Regions from separate parts of the Mus musculus genome. Here region 2 is linked to region 1. Evidence: chromatin contacts called from public HiChIP or PLAC-seq data. All regions are on one chromosome and are shown on one strand. Each heading gives the region's core, a stretch centred on a gene start, on an enhancer-like site or on the middle of the called end of the contact. The rest is flanking DNA. Distances are from core to core; before and after follow the strand shown. Region 1 holds the start of Calml3 (calmodulin-like 3). Region 2 holds the start of Net1 (neuroepithelial cell transforming gene 1).

The links. HiChIP or PLAC-seq counts read pairs in DNA pulled down with a chosen protein or histone mark.
Region 2: a contact with region 1 is called in an H3K4me3 HiChIP or PLAC-seq map of embryonic stem cells, with 17 read pairs. The contact joins the promoter of Net1 here to the promoter of Calml3 in region 1. A contact is called at or near these places in 2 of 39 promoter capture datasets (embryonic stem cells and liver), 2 of 115 datasets of contacts at active chromatin or transcription factors (embryonic stem cells and trophoblast stem cells) and 1 of 9 other capture datasets (pancreatic islet).

Annotation. Positions count from the first base shown.
Region 1 is chr13:3,799,368-3,806,507 of GRCm38.p6, forward strand. It overlaps Calml3 (calmodulin-like 3), which reads right to left and starts at 4,951. Exons shown (of 1, transcript NM_027416.3): 1 at 3,526-4,951. The coding sequence starts at 4,836. The coding sequence ends at 4,387.
Region 2 is chr13:3,914,194-3,921,466 of GRCm38.p6, forward strand. It overlaps Net1 (neuroepithelial cell transforming gene 1), which reads right to left and starts at 4,027. Exons shown (of 12, transcript NM_019671.3): 1 at 3,745-4,027. The coding sequence starts at 3,872.

The DNA of each region.
Region 1 (7,140 bases), core at 3,701-6,200:
AACCATTGTTTTCACCCATTTTTTCATTCTATATAGGACACTTTAATTCAGTATATGACTTTTCATATTATATTTCTCCATCAGGAATGATGGGCTATTTTTAGCCAGTTGGTTCTTAGAGCCTTTGAACTGGCCTCTGGAATCTGTAAGGATAAACAGGAGCCAGTGAGGCTGGCCTGTGTTTGATTTAAAATTGGAAACCCAGGAGTCAGAGGCGAGCTTTATATATCTGGGAGTGTGGGAGCCTTGCGTCCTGATTTATGATGGAGCTCAGTGAAAGCACATGAAAGTAGAGGTAATATTTATAAATTCTTTCCTCCAAAGATAGATGGAATGTTCTGCCGAGCTGGAGTCAGATAACACCTTTTTGGGAGGGGGGTGGGGGAAAGTTGTTTAAATCTGGTAATTAGGTGTCTGAAAGGAAGGGGGGGATGTTAGAGATTAGATACCTGCTCCAGAGTCTGTCAAAGAAGAAAACAGAACGAGTCCTCTCTTGCTCCCCAAACAGTGCAGAGTATTTGGTGGCTCCTCCCTGCTCTCCAGACACAACTCTTTTTGCCTTTACTCAGTGGGCAAAATCCCACTCTCAATAATGGTGATTGCATTTTAGTGAAATAAGTAAAAATATTTGTGTTTCATTCTTTTCTTAGACAGACAGACAAACAAACAAGCAAACAAACAGCATTTCCCCCATTGCTGTAATTGATTGGAGAGGGCTGATTCCTTGAAATTTCTAGCCATAGTATTCTATGGGGAGGAAGTATGGGTGGGGAGAGAAAATGAAGTTGTAGAAGTGAGAAAGACAGTGTTCTATCTTGAGTACCATAGGTGTTACATTACTATGTAATGGAGTACTTTGTCCTGGGTAAACTGAGTCAGACTAGCTGTTGCCTAGCTGTAGAGATTGGCATTACTAGCCCTGGTAAGAGGCTTGGGACTCACCTGCCAGTTCAAGGGAGTCTCAAGATATCAAGTCTCTTTTAGTGAGGGGCAGATCAGAACGGCAGCCTGGGCTTTATATCTGTGGTGGAATTCTGTCCTCTGAGGATAACAGCCACCACCATCTTGGGCACAGTAGGTGTTGCTACTTGCAAGAAACCTTCAAGACTGGATCTGGTGGTGTTCTCTCATTAAAGTGTGAGCTTACATGTGTGTGTGTGTGTGTGTGTGTGTGTGTGTGTGTGTGTGTGTGTGTGAATAGACCTTTATCTGAAATCTCAGCAACTACTTCCTGCATCTCTTCCTAGCTGCATGTAATTATGCTCTCCTGCGTATAATACCAGGAGATGCTAGCATATAGAAGAAGGAGGGTCTCCGTCTGTTTAGCTATGGGGAAATGGGGCTTCTCAGAGATGTGCCTGAAAAGTTTGGGATCCTCATACTCCCACACCACTGCTTATAAACTCTAACTTTTAAGCTCTATAACTTCATTGGGTCACCAAGACAGACTTGGATTAAGTTGTCAACCTATCAGTCTGAAGAGAGTAGACTTTGGATATATTTCCCCAGGAAATGTAGATACAACAATATTCCTCATGCTAAACCCAACAGGCTGGAAAGAGGGGCCAGCTGTGTGCCCAAGCAGAGGGTGCTTTTTGCAAGATAGCTTTGAGTCTTCAGGACAAGAGGCTGCAGAAACAGTTTTAGTAAGTATCATTTGGGAAAATGAATACCAGTGGGGCAGGCCCAGGTACTTGTCGGTGGGCTAGCTGGCTTTGATCCTGATGTCTTCTGAGACAGGAGGAAGCACCCCACCCCCTACACCCCCCTTTCTAGTACCACTCTGCTTCTGAGAGGTCTGCCTGCTAAGAAGCCCAGGGCCTGTCAGTTCTTGGCTGGGAGCAAGCAGGGGTTTTTCCATATTACCTGCCAGTTCCTGCCCTGGCAGAAGAGTTCTGCATGAAAGGCTCTGTCTGAGACTTGAAAAGTCTAAGTATCAGTAGTTTCAGGGTGGTGCATGGATCACAAATAAAAGGGTTGCTTACGCCGCATTGCTGGGAACTGGCAGGGAAATACAAAAAGAGCCCCTCCTAGTTAAACTCTTAGCAGTGTGTGTAGGTCCTAGTACTTGTAAGTACTTCACATGACTTACAACTTAGGACTTTAGGAGTCAACGTCAGCATTCCAGCCACATTATTTATAGGGACCAGCAAGACCCCTGGAGACTTCCATTTCTCACTTGGCTGCAAAACTTAGGAGATATCTGACAAAGTATGTGGAGATCTGGGTTATGTTTGCCCATGCAGGTATGTTGCTTTCTTCTGGCAGATGGCTCATGTTCATACCTTAGTCTCAGCTCTTCTCTTCCAGTGACTCCAGGGAGGTGCTATCCTGTCATCTGTGCATGCTGTGTCCCTAAGGCTTCTGAGACTCATACCCCAAATCCTACATGGAAACATCCAGCCAGCTCTGACCAGATATTTTGAAACTTCCTCCTGCTCTTCTCATGGGAGGCTTGACCGTGACCTTGGATCAGGGTCAGTTCTTACCTGAAATTCTGTAAAATGGCACAGAGAGCCTTCTGTTGCCTCCTCTCTGCCCTTGACCCTTGAGCTTTTTTGAGGGTGGCAAGCCTTATTGGTGCCAGATGGAATCTGTAACTGTGTTTCATTTATCAAGGAACTTCCATGCACACAGGGCCTACTCCATGATGAATATACTGAGAATATTATTCTTGGACCGATGAGATTACTTACAAGTAAAGTGCTTGCTGTATAATCCTGACAACCTGAGCTCCATTCTTAGAACCCACAGAGGGGGAATGAAAGAAACAACCTCAAAAGGGTGTCCTCTGACTTCCACGTATGCACCATGACACATGTACTCCCCTATACATACCAAATATACAGAATAATAATAAATAAAATTTAAACATATTAATTATTGCCTGAGAATATAGCTCAGTGGTAGAGTGCTTCCTGAGTATGTATAAGGCCCTGGGTTCATTCACCAGTATTGAAAAAAAAAAGAAAGAAAGAAAAGAAAAAGAAATACCATTCTTAAAATCCTCGCCAATGTGGAGAAAGGCCACCATTACTGTCACAGTGAAGGCAAAGGGGTCATGCTCAGCCAAGAGGAAGATCAAGCCTAGAGCATGCACTCAGGTTCCTCAGTTGTAAGACAGGAAGCAAGGAATAGTGGCTACCCTACAGGGTGGCAGCAAGTTCCTATACAGAGTAAGTACCTCTCACTTAGCCAGGATGGTGTGTGGGTCCTGGTATCACGAAGAGGCGCGGCCATGGAGATGATAGAAGGGCTGGATTGCAAGCCAAGGCTGTCCCACTCACAGCAGAGCTAGCCCACCCTCACCATTTTACAAAGGAGGAAACACTGAGGTAACGGGGAGGTGGAGCCAAGGAAGATGGGCGTTTTGATGAGTCCCACTCTAGAGTCCACATCAAAAAAAAAAAAAAAAAAACGTGCATTCAAAACAAACAAACAAACAAAACGGAGGTTGCTGACTGGTTAATCTTCTAGACTTAAGAAATAGTGTTTAATTAGAAGCAGAAAAGAAATAGGAACGTCGTGTCTTATTAACTTATTTATTTCCCTGCAGCTTCCCCCTCTCTTGCATATAAATTTCTTTCCTTTGAGATGAATACAAACATGTTACAATGACCCCCAGCTCTACTCTAAGCTCAGAAAACAAACAAACAAACAAACAAACAAGCATAAAACCAGGATCACAGAGGTTTCTTTGATGGAGACAGACAGGAATAGACAAAGTCCCGTGGAGGGGAAGCGCTGTTGTCCAGAGAGCCTGACCTCAATCATCCAAATCTTCACCATCGCCATCATCCCCACGCCCTGATGCTTTCCAAATCCAACAGACGCAGTCTTCAGCCAAAGATGCCTAAGTACTATGATGTACAAACTGATGGCCACAGGCCACCGTGATGCAAAGCGTTGCGTGCAGGTGACGCCCCCACCCCACCCTCCCCACACACACCGCACACACCAATACAAATGGAGATTCCTGCTGGAAGTAGGCCCTGGAGTTGATCATTTCTGTTGGAAACAGGGCGATGGGGGTGGGGAGAAGAAAAGGAAAGAAAGGAAACAAATAGGAGCCTGGGTCCTTTGGCTTATTATCCATGCAGAGATGGGACATTCTGCTTCAGCTCTTGAGGGCTAGGAGGAGTTGATGCCTGTCTCAGCTGGAGGCATTCTCAGTCAAGGGGAAAGAACTGGTGTGAAGCTGCCAGAATAAGATGCAGAAAGTGAAAGGCAGACTTATGAATGCAGTCCATAGAGCCCCACGGAAACAGGGAAAGACATCTAAGACCTGGGTAAGATTCTCACCAACCGGAGGACAGCTATTATCCAGCCTAGCTTGTAGCCCAGAAGCCTCATGGGCACCTGGCTGTGCCAGTCTGTGGCACAGCCTCATTTGGACACCAGCATGTGGACAAACTCCTCATAGTTCACTTGCCCATCACCATCTGTATCTGCCGCCTGTATCATTTCGTCCACTTCCTCATCGCTCAGCTTCTCCCCCAGCTTGGTCATCACGTGCCTCAGCTCGGCTGCACTGACGAAGCCATTGCCATCCTTGTCGAACACTCGGAAGGCCTCTCGGATCTCCTCCTCGCTGTCAGTGTCTTTCATCTTCCTGGACATCATTGTCAGGAACTCGGGGAAGTCCACGGTGCCGTTTCCATCTTTGTCAATTTCATTCACCATGCCTTGAAGCTCAGCCTCTGTGGGGTTCTGACCCAGGGACCGCATGACAGTGCCCAATTCTTGGGTGGTGATACTGCCATCCCCATCCTTGTCAAACAGAGAGAAAGCCTCTTTGAACTCGGCGATTTGCTCCTCAGTCAGCTGGTCGGCCATGCTAGCAGATCGTGGGTGATGTGGCAGATGTGGCCAGTCTGGTCTAGGCTTCCAAGCGCTAGCTGTGGGCTGGGCTCTTCTCCTCTGCTCTCTGAAGACAGGTGGAGACTGCAAGGGGCGGCTGTCTGGCTGGCTTGACTGGCTGGAGCTTAAGAAGGAGCAGGGTCCTCCCCCATCGTTGGTCTGGTAGGATTGGGCTGCCATGCGTAGACGCCCCCGCCCCTGTGGTTGCCTGAAGGCCAGATCCTGTTTAGACAAGAGTCCAAGAGCAGCAACCAGGCTGGCCTGCTAATTGAGTTGACGCCAGCACTTGTGTGTGAAAGGCAACTTTTCTCGCCAAACACCAGCAGGGCCGGCAGCGGTCACCGCAACACCTTTCATCCAGGTATAGGGAAAACCTTTTAATAAAAACCAAATCCAAAACAAACAAACAACAACAACAAAAACCCTGACCTGGTCTTCTGGCTCTGAGTTTTCCATTTTCCTTTTTGCTTTCTTCATTTTGCACCTAATGCTAAACCAGCCTTCTATTCTGTTCTCAATATAATAACCATACCCCTTTCTTCCACGGGGCTAAAGTTTTCTGCAGGTGAAAAGTAGAAATTGCCTGTGTACTCCTTGTCTTTGATTTCTAAACTTTGTCATTTCCCTGAGTTTTTAGATAGGAATGAGGGTTTTTCTTCAGGTAAAAATAGGGTCATCTTGTCCTTGGAAATGAATGCCTGAGTGGAGAGGAAGTTCTGCCAAAGTGTTTGCATATTATTTACTCACTCACAGTGATGTACTGAGCACCCCATATATGCAAATATTGTTGGAGGCTGAGAAGAATACAGAATGGACACAAGTTCCATGTTCAAAACTTAACGGAGAAGCTGGAATGAGGTCACTGGATAGTTTTGATGTGTGCTACAAAGGAAATGAAAGTCAGTGGGCCATAGTGGTAGTTTATGGCCAAGGACAACCCTTCTGCAGAAAGACCCTTTGGAGTGACCTAGAGAAGGGGAGGACATGGTGGAGCTAAGAGGAAGAAAGGCAGTCAATATGACTGCTGTCTAGTGAATGGAGGGAAGCCAGGAGGGAAAAACAGACAGGAAAGACCTTGCTGGACTCCACTCTCTGATCACAGTACTGTTGGAAGTGTTCCACAAGCCTTTGTTTGATCCCTGCGTGGCATGGAGCCAGAGCAGAAAGTCTCCAGGAGGCATCATAGTCAAGAAGGACCCCAGCTCCTTCGTTTTGGGGGTGGGAGTGGAGGCTAGGGAAATGACCTAAGGAAGAGAGCTTCAATTGATTCCCATTTGGGATTCCTGGATAGGCAAGGATTGGGGCAGGACCATGCTTAGAAAACATATTATACTTATAAGGACTTACAGCTATAAAGAGAGAATATGCCAGACTATCATGTGGATTGCAATTGTTCCCCCTCCGACTCTCCTTCCTTCATGTTAGCGTTTACAATACTAGTACAAACGCTTTCTTCATTCAAGTAGATGGCAGTCTGCTTTTGTTGTTTAGAGGGAGTTCCTGTTCAGGAGAGAAGAGGAGCTGCTTATCTGCCAGCTGATTTACTTCCTGCTCAAAGGGTCCCACAAAGCTGAGGCCTTCAGTGTGTGGGAAAAAGAAAGAAGGAAGGCGTTCACTGTGGGAGAGGCAAGGAAGCAACATACTTCTTCCACTCACCGTAAAATGAACTCCAGGGGAGCAGGGTGTGGACATGGGTGGCTATGGGGACCCAGGGGTGGGGTAGAGGAAGTAAGGCTATGGGTGTCTTAGAAGGCACACAGTGGACAAACACTCCATTTTAGTGGCTAGAAGCGACTTTCCTCTTCTCCACGTTCCTAAATGTTTGGTGGTATGGGAAAGAGGTGCAGGCTAGGAACACCTAGGATACAATTTTTTCTTTCTGTCTTAATAGCAAAGGACTGAACGTGAAATAGAATAAAATAAAATTGATTTGGCATCGATAAGGAGCTACCATTTCTGTTTCTAAGCTGGCGTTTGTCTTCTCTCCTCACAGCCACCCTTACAGATACTGATTTTCTGTGTTAGTTGCTCATCCTAATATCGAAATAGTAGACAGACAATTTGGGGGAGACAGATCAGTGGCCAGGCACTGCCTGGAGAGCCAGATGGCCTAAGTTCAGATCCCCAGAACCTACATTGTGGAAGGAGAAAACTGCCCCACACAATATTCTCTATTCTCTACATGTGTGCTATGTTGTACACACACATACACACACACACAGGTACACACACACACACAGGTACACACACTACACACACACATACACAGGTACACACGCG
Region 2 (7,273 bases), core at 2,777-5,276, 110 kb after region 1:
ATTTATAAATCTGACTCTTACCTTGACCATACATTATCTTTACCATACATTATACTACAGATGTATGTATGTGTGTATATATCACAATATGAATGTATATATCACAATGCTACAGATGGCAAAAATTACAAGCTTTTCTAAGTTAAAGAGAAAGCAGAAGTGTGTATATTTCAGCAAAGACAATAAAGGAAAGATGGCTACCAGAAAGGCTTCACCAAAGAACAGTAAAACTGACTGTCAGGATAGCCTGTAAAAAGCACCTGCCACCCTGTTTGATCTCTAGGGTCCACATGGTGAAAGAAACACACACATGCCTATACCAGCTTCCCGATCCCCCAAAACCAGCCAAACAAATAAAAATGAAATAGGAATGTTTCTTCCACAGAATATACTTTGATCATACTTTTCCCTTTCCCAGTTCCTTCTGGATCTTTCCCACCTCCTCACCCACCCAACTCATGATCTACCCCCACATCAAAACAAACAGGAAAAACAACAAAACACAGAAAATCCAAAGAAATGAAAAAAAAAAAAGACATTAAGACAAAAAAATACTAAAACAAACTTAATGTGCAGGATTCATATTTCAAAATAACCAACCAATCAGACAAAAACATGGTGTCTGTTTTGTGTGGGCCAACTACCCAAGGTGTGGTGGTCTGAATAAGAATAGCCCCTATATGAAGTGGAAATGCTGGTTTCTTCGAAGACTCATCGTGTCATGTGATATTTTTTCTGGAAACTGTCTTATGAGAGGATGTTTTTGCTGAAGCAGACAGGAGAAGATGTTTTGCTGAGAACAGACACATGGTGTTTTTCTGGAAGCTGCCTGGAAAAAGAACATGTGATGTCTTGCTGGAGCAAATGCTTGAGAGGACACGTGATGCTTGGAAAGTGTATATTTATAATGCAACAGACAGTGGATGACACTCCACCATGGTTTTGTTTTGCTTTCTTCACTGGTTACTGCTTGTCATGACTTTGTAGAGAGAAATTCACCAAAGAACTTCTCATGATATTTCCATGGCTTCTTGCAGCTTCCTTGGACTTGGGCTGACTGGCGACTGGCAAAGCCTCATGGTTTCCTCTGGATCAAACAGCCCTTGTTAATTCGTGAACGGTGTTTGCCAGTGGATCCAGCTACCACTGCTGATTCATGAGAACTGAGCTACAGATATCCTGACATTGAAGATTGGAATCACCCCTTCTAAACAGGTCTACATCTGCCTTTGCCCTATTAACCTTTTCATTACTTCTGGTGGGTGGTAGGTTAGAATGGAGGTTGAAGCATTTAAGAACCCTTATTAAAGTAAGTTTTGAAAATAAGACAACACCTATAGGCTTATATATTTGAATGCAAACTCTTGAAAAGGATTAGAAGGATTAAGAGGTGTGGCCTTGTTGAAGGAGTATGTCACTGGGGATGAATTTTGGGGTTTCAAAAGCCCATGCCAGGCCCTGTCAGACTGTCTTCTGCCTGCAGATGGGGATAAAGCGCTCTGGCTACTTCTCTAGCACCATGTCTGCTTACATGCGTCCCATGATGATGATAATAATGGACTACCCTCTGAAACTGTAAGCCAGGCTCAGTTAAACCTTTTCTTTAAGTTTTGCCTCGATTATGGTGTCTCTTCACAAAAATGGATCAGTGACCAAGACACCTGGGCATGGGCCTTGCTCTGGAGTGTGGTTGATATACCAATACTCCACTGGAACAAAACAAAACAACAATTTTCCTTTTCCCAGGAGGTATCAATTGCAAACAGCTTCTTGGTTCTGAGTGGGATGGTGTGTCAACTCTCCCATTCTCAGTGCTAGGATCTTGTCTGGTTTGAACCTGTTGCAGGTCTTGTGCATTCCTTCAATCTCTGTAAGTTTAGATGTGCATCAGTGCTCTTATGTCTGGAGGATACTGTTTCCTTGGAGTCATCTACCAACTCTGGGCCCTAGAATCTTTCCTCTTCTGCACAGAATCAAAAAGGCTTAAATTCACTGCATGATGTGACCAACGCCTCCCAAGAGAATCTAAGGTTCCTGAGAGCAAGCGCTCCATCTGCTTTTGTTCACCTGAATCCCCATCATCCTCAACAGTGTCTGATGCTAGGGCAGGTGCAACTGTATTACACTGAGCACACGTGGAATGAAGCACTGCTTCTGTTCATCTTCAGGAAGTCCTCCTTTTCTGCTCCTTCACTAGCCCATCCTAATTCTTGTAATTCTCAGTCTCAAAGATGCCTTCTTTCTGCACTCTGACTTCTTAAACACACGGTCTGATTGGAAGAGAGGAAGTTTCAGAAGGCAAGAATTCTGGTAAATATTGCCTTAAACTTCAAACTCATAAAAATCAGTACTAACTGAAAGAATCTAGCTCTTTATAGAGTTACTTAATACAATGGGTTTGCCCATGCCTTGATAATGAAAGTAAGGTGTTTGCTTTTTCCTCAAAACCATTTGTCATGATTAGATTATAAGCTATATAAAAGATTAATTTAACATCCTATCAAATGACCTGGGCGTCGAGGTTCACACTGCAATCCGAGAACAGGGGGAGGCTAAGGAAGAAAGACCAGTTTTTAGGCAGAACGGTTTGGAGCCTGCTTGGTGACAATTCCTCTTCTCACCAATAGTCCTATGGATGTAAGACCACCTACAGTCCACCAGTTTCCATGGAGAACAGCTCTGGTACAGAAGTACAATATGAGTTTGTGGCCAGCGTCTCTACACAGGTAGTGAGTTCTGGGGTAACCAAGTTACACAGTGAGAACTTGTCTCAGAAACAAAACCAAAAAAACCCTGAAATCATGTCAAGTGGACCATGGGGATGTCTGAAAAGATGGAGCAGACACAGCACTGTTACTTTAACAGATTTAAAACTGACAGACAAGATTTCTGCCGAGTTTTCTGCCGAGGCCCATGATAAGTACTGATGTTCACACAGTGCCTTATATGAGGCAGACACTATCATAAACTCACTATGTAGACGTAGATTTGAACAAAGTTACATACTTTGTAACTCAATGTCTAACGTTATAATGGGAAACCATTGCATTCAGTACTTTGAGACCATTTCTCATATTTCGAAGGGCAAAAGAATGACAGAGTAGTCCAGACAAATGCCATTTCAATTTCCTATTTAATAAAAATATTATGACTCCCACAGCCTCTCTTCCAGACACAGATTTCTGAAATCAACCTAGTGTTTGCCTTTCCCAGACACATAGAAATGAAGATACAACACAGAATGTGAAAATGTGCTAATAACTGAAAAGCCAGAAAGAGTCTTTCTCTGATCTCTTCATTCCAGGAGCCTGTCCTGTTCTGGTCTGCAAAGGACATTTCATTTGAACAGCCGCTTTTAGGCTGAAAGGGTTGGTATCTGTTCAGGTGACAATTCCTCTTCTCATCACAGGGTCCACGACAGTCTTGATCTGAGCGCCTGCATCCACAACTAGTTTCTGGTAGAGAACAGCTCTGGTGCAGATGTACGGTTCCCCAGGGACGGGGTTAAAGGAGATTGTCAACAAGTCCAACGAGTCCACCCCTTCTACGCAGGGCCGAGCAGTCGCTGTGCAGCCCTCGGTGCAGCCCGCCGGGCAGCGCACTCTCCTCCCGCGGCATTTCTGCCCGGCCTTCCCCAACCTCCCCTACTGCACTGCCAGTCCTTGGTCACCCACCGTCCAGTCCATCCCGTCCTGAGTCTCCAGACTCGGTCCCCGGCTCTCACCCACCTCCCGCCACCCTCACCTCTCGTTCGCCGCCGGCCCGGGTGTGTCGGCCGGAAGCCCCGCGGCAGGTTCCTCGCTGAGCATTGAGACCCTGCGGCTTCTCCTCCGAGGTCGGGGCTGCTTCTGAGCCGCCGGCTCTGGCTCCATGTCCGGAGAAGGGGGGTTGGTGGGGCGGTGGCCCAGTGCCCAGGAGACCGATCGTGGCGGGCACAATGCCCGCCAGCTTCTGCGAGGCAGCAAGTCGCCTTCTAGCAGAGAGCGGCTACCGCCGTCATCCGGGGATTTGAAAATGGCGGCTGCCCAGAGATCGGCCAATCAGAGAGTGGGAAGCGGTTGCTAGGCTACGTGGAGTCCCGCCCTAATCAGAAGACTTCATACCAAACTTTTAGGAGCTCCAGTGACAAAGGGAAAGTGGTAAGGTGAAAGTTAGGAATTTGGGGATTTATTTTAACTACACACCTTACTCCTGAAAGGCAGTCTCTATTCACTAGAACTTTCACTTGCAGGGCAGGAAAATGGATCGGAAGCTGTTTATCATTTGTTGTTGTTTAGCGTTAGACAGGATGAAGGTATTGACCCCAAAGCAAGAGGCAGTTGGACGTATAAACACTAAGTTATACATGTGGAATATATTCCCAATTGCCAAAGACAATACTTTGTTCTCCAGGATGTCTCTAGAGAACCAGTGAAATCTAGTTATGTACTCCTGTCTTTCAGTAAGTAGGACACAGTCGCTTTACCGAATGGAAAGGGCTGCTTTCTCTGCTTGCAAGACTGCAAAACGTGCAGCATGAAACAAGGGACCCTGCTCAGGTTATTATGTGAAGATTGGTAAATAAAAACGTTCTCTGATTTTAAATATCGCTAATGGTCTTAAATGTAGTCTCTCTTGTATACAGGGAGATATTAATGATGTTGTGTATAATAGAAAAATTAAAGGCAATCTAAATGAATGACTGGGAGATGTCTAAATATAACTGATTAACTGTGAAGACTGCATTCAGCCGATAAAGAAATGGTCTTCTTCAGGGAATACCATTGGTTAGCCAATACTAACAGCTAGCCCTGAAAACATACAAATAACATCATACAGACTGAGCTGGCTGTATTTGTGTATTTAGGAACATATATGTATAACATATTGTTACATATTGACTATGTAACAATAATTAATAAAAAGAGTCCATGAATGTGAAAGATAGCAAGAAGGGGTATAGGAGAGAGTTGGGAAGGAGAAAAGAGAAGGGAGAAAATGGTGTGATTATATTATAATCTTGAAAATAAAAGAAAATTAAAAATAAGAGGTATATAGTAAAACAAAACATTGTGATTTTAACTGAAAGCATAAAATATGAAATATAGAACAATGATGGCTAGTTTTATGTCAATTTAGAAAAATTCTGTTTTAGGGTTTTACTGCTGTGAACAGACACCATGAAAGAGACAGCCCTTATAAGGACAATATTTAATTGGGGCTGGAATACAGATTCAGTCCATTATCATCAAGGCAGGAACATGGCAGCATCCAGGCAGGCATGGTACAGGAAGAGCTGAGAGTTCTATATCTTCATCTGAAGGCTGCTAGCAGAATACTGGCTTCCAGGCAGATAGAACAAGGGTATTCAAGCTCACACCCACAGTGACACACTTACTCCAACAAGGCCATGCCTCCAAACAGTGCCACTCCCTGGGCCAAGCATATTCAAACCATGACAAACCCTCTCTAATATTAGGCGGTAGGTAAGTCTATAGAACATTTTCTTAATTAGTAGTTGATGGGAAATAGGCCAGCCCATCATGGCTATACCATTCTTGGGCTGGTAGTCCTGGGTTCTGTAAGAAAGTAGGGAGAGGAAGACATGACGAACAAGCTAGTAAGCACTCTTCCACGGCCTCTGCGTCAGCTCTTGCCTCCAGGTTCCTGCACTGCTTGGGTTCCTGTCCTGACTTCCCTTGATGATGAACTGTGATATAGAAGTGTAAGCTGAATAAACCCTCCTCAAGTTTTTTTCCCCCTCTGTCACAGTGTTTTATCACAGTAATAGAAACCCTATGACAAATCATGAAGTGATTTGTGAGGGGAGTGTGAGTAAAATAAGCCCTCCCCCCTCCAAGTTGCTTTTGATAATGGTGTTTCATCATAGAATAGTAATCCTACCCACAAAAGAACTATAATTAATTATAAATCACTCTTTGTAATTATACAGAATAGAAAGTTGAGATTAATTAAATTTTTCTAGGTGGTAAGACTTTTGGCACTTAAAAATGCTTTTTATTTTTATTTTCTTGATTTAAGAATTCTTAAACAGAGTGAGATACTGGAGAAAATATTGCGTTTAGCAAATACAATGTAAATACAGAAATGTCATCCAAAACAATTGATCTCTATGCCGAGTTTGGTAGAATGAAGATATTTTAGTGGAACCACACACTTTTACACACAGAAGCAAGTTAGTTTGTCTCTATTCCTGAAGATACTGAAGCTGGTTTTGGTGTTATCACCAGAAGTTATTAGGGAACATTTACTATCAATGTGATAGATAATAAAAGATGCTGATATGGGGACTTCATGGAAGTTGTGCACTGCATGGAAATTGTGCAGGAAAATTCTTTCAATATTCATTCACTTGGGAAGTTGTTACTTTTTTTTTAGCTACTCATACATATCTATTGAATATCTACAATAAAATACTAGACTTTCAGCTAGGTTGTACCATAAGAAAAGGAATTGAAGGCCCATGGTATATTGAAGCACGTGGAAGGAAGCTGGACTTTTTACTTGTTGATGTTCTGTTGTAATAAAACACTCTGACCAAAGCAACTTACCAAAGGATGAGTTTATTTGGGCTTATGGTCTGTTGTTGTTGGGAGATGTGGCAGCAAGCTTCAGGAACAGTGTTAGGAGAAAAAAAATGATCATATCTTTGACTACAACTACAAGGTAGAGAGGGAACTGGAAATGGAGTGTGCTATGAACTCCAAAAGCCAGACCCTAGTGACATACTTTCTTCACCCAAGGGTCCACCCATAAACATTCCTAAATGGCACCACCAACTGGGGACCAGGTGTTTGAAGACTAGAGCCTATGAAGGACATTTGTCACTCAAATCACCATAACTACATATTGAGAGTTGGTCACAAAACCTTGGAAAAGGCCAGTGAAACCCTACAAATGTATAATAGATTGATCTTCTATTGTCTAAATGACCTGTCCCTCTGCTTCCTGGATTCAGTATTTTTCACTGTCTAGGACAGAACTAAATACATGACCTGCGAATCATTGAATCTTCAACTCTGGACAAATGGTTCCTCTGTTATAACATAGTTTTTTCAGGTTAGGGTGGAGAAAATTGGTAGGCCTGTAGGTATTTTCTTAATTAGTGATTGATGGGGGAGGGACCAGTCCATCATAGGTGGTGCCATCCCTGGGCTGGTGGCCTTGGGTTCTATAAGAAAGAAGACTAAGCAAGCCATGAGGAGCAGGCCAATAAGCAGCACTCTTGTGTGACTTCTGCTTCAGCTCTTGCCTCCAGGTTCATATACCGCTT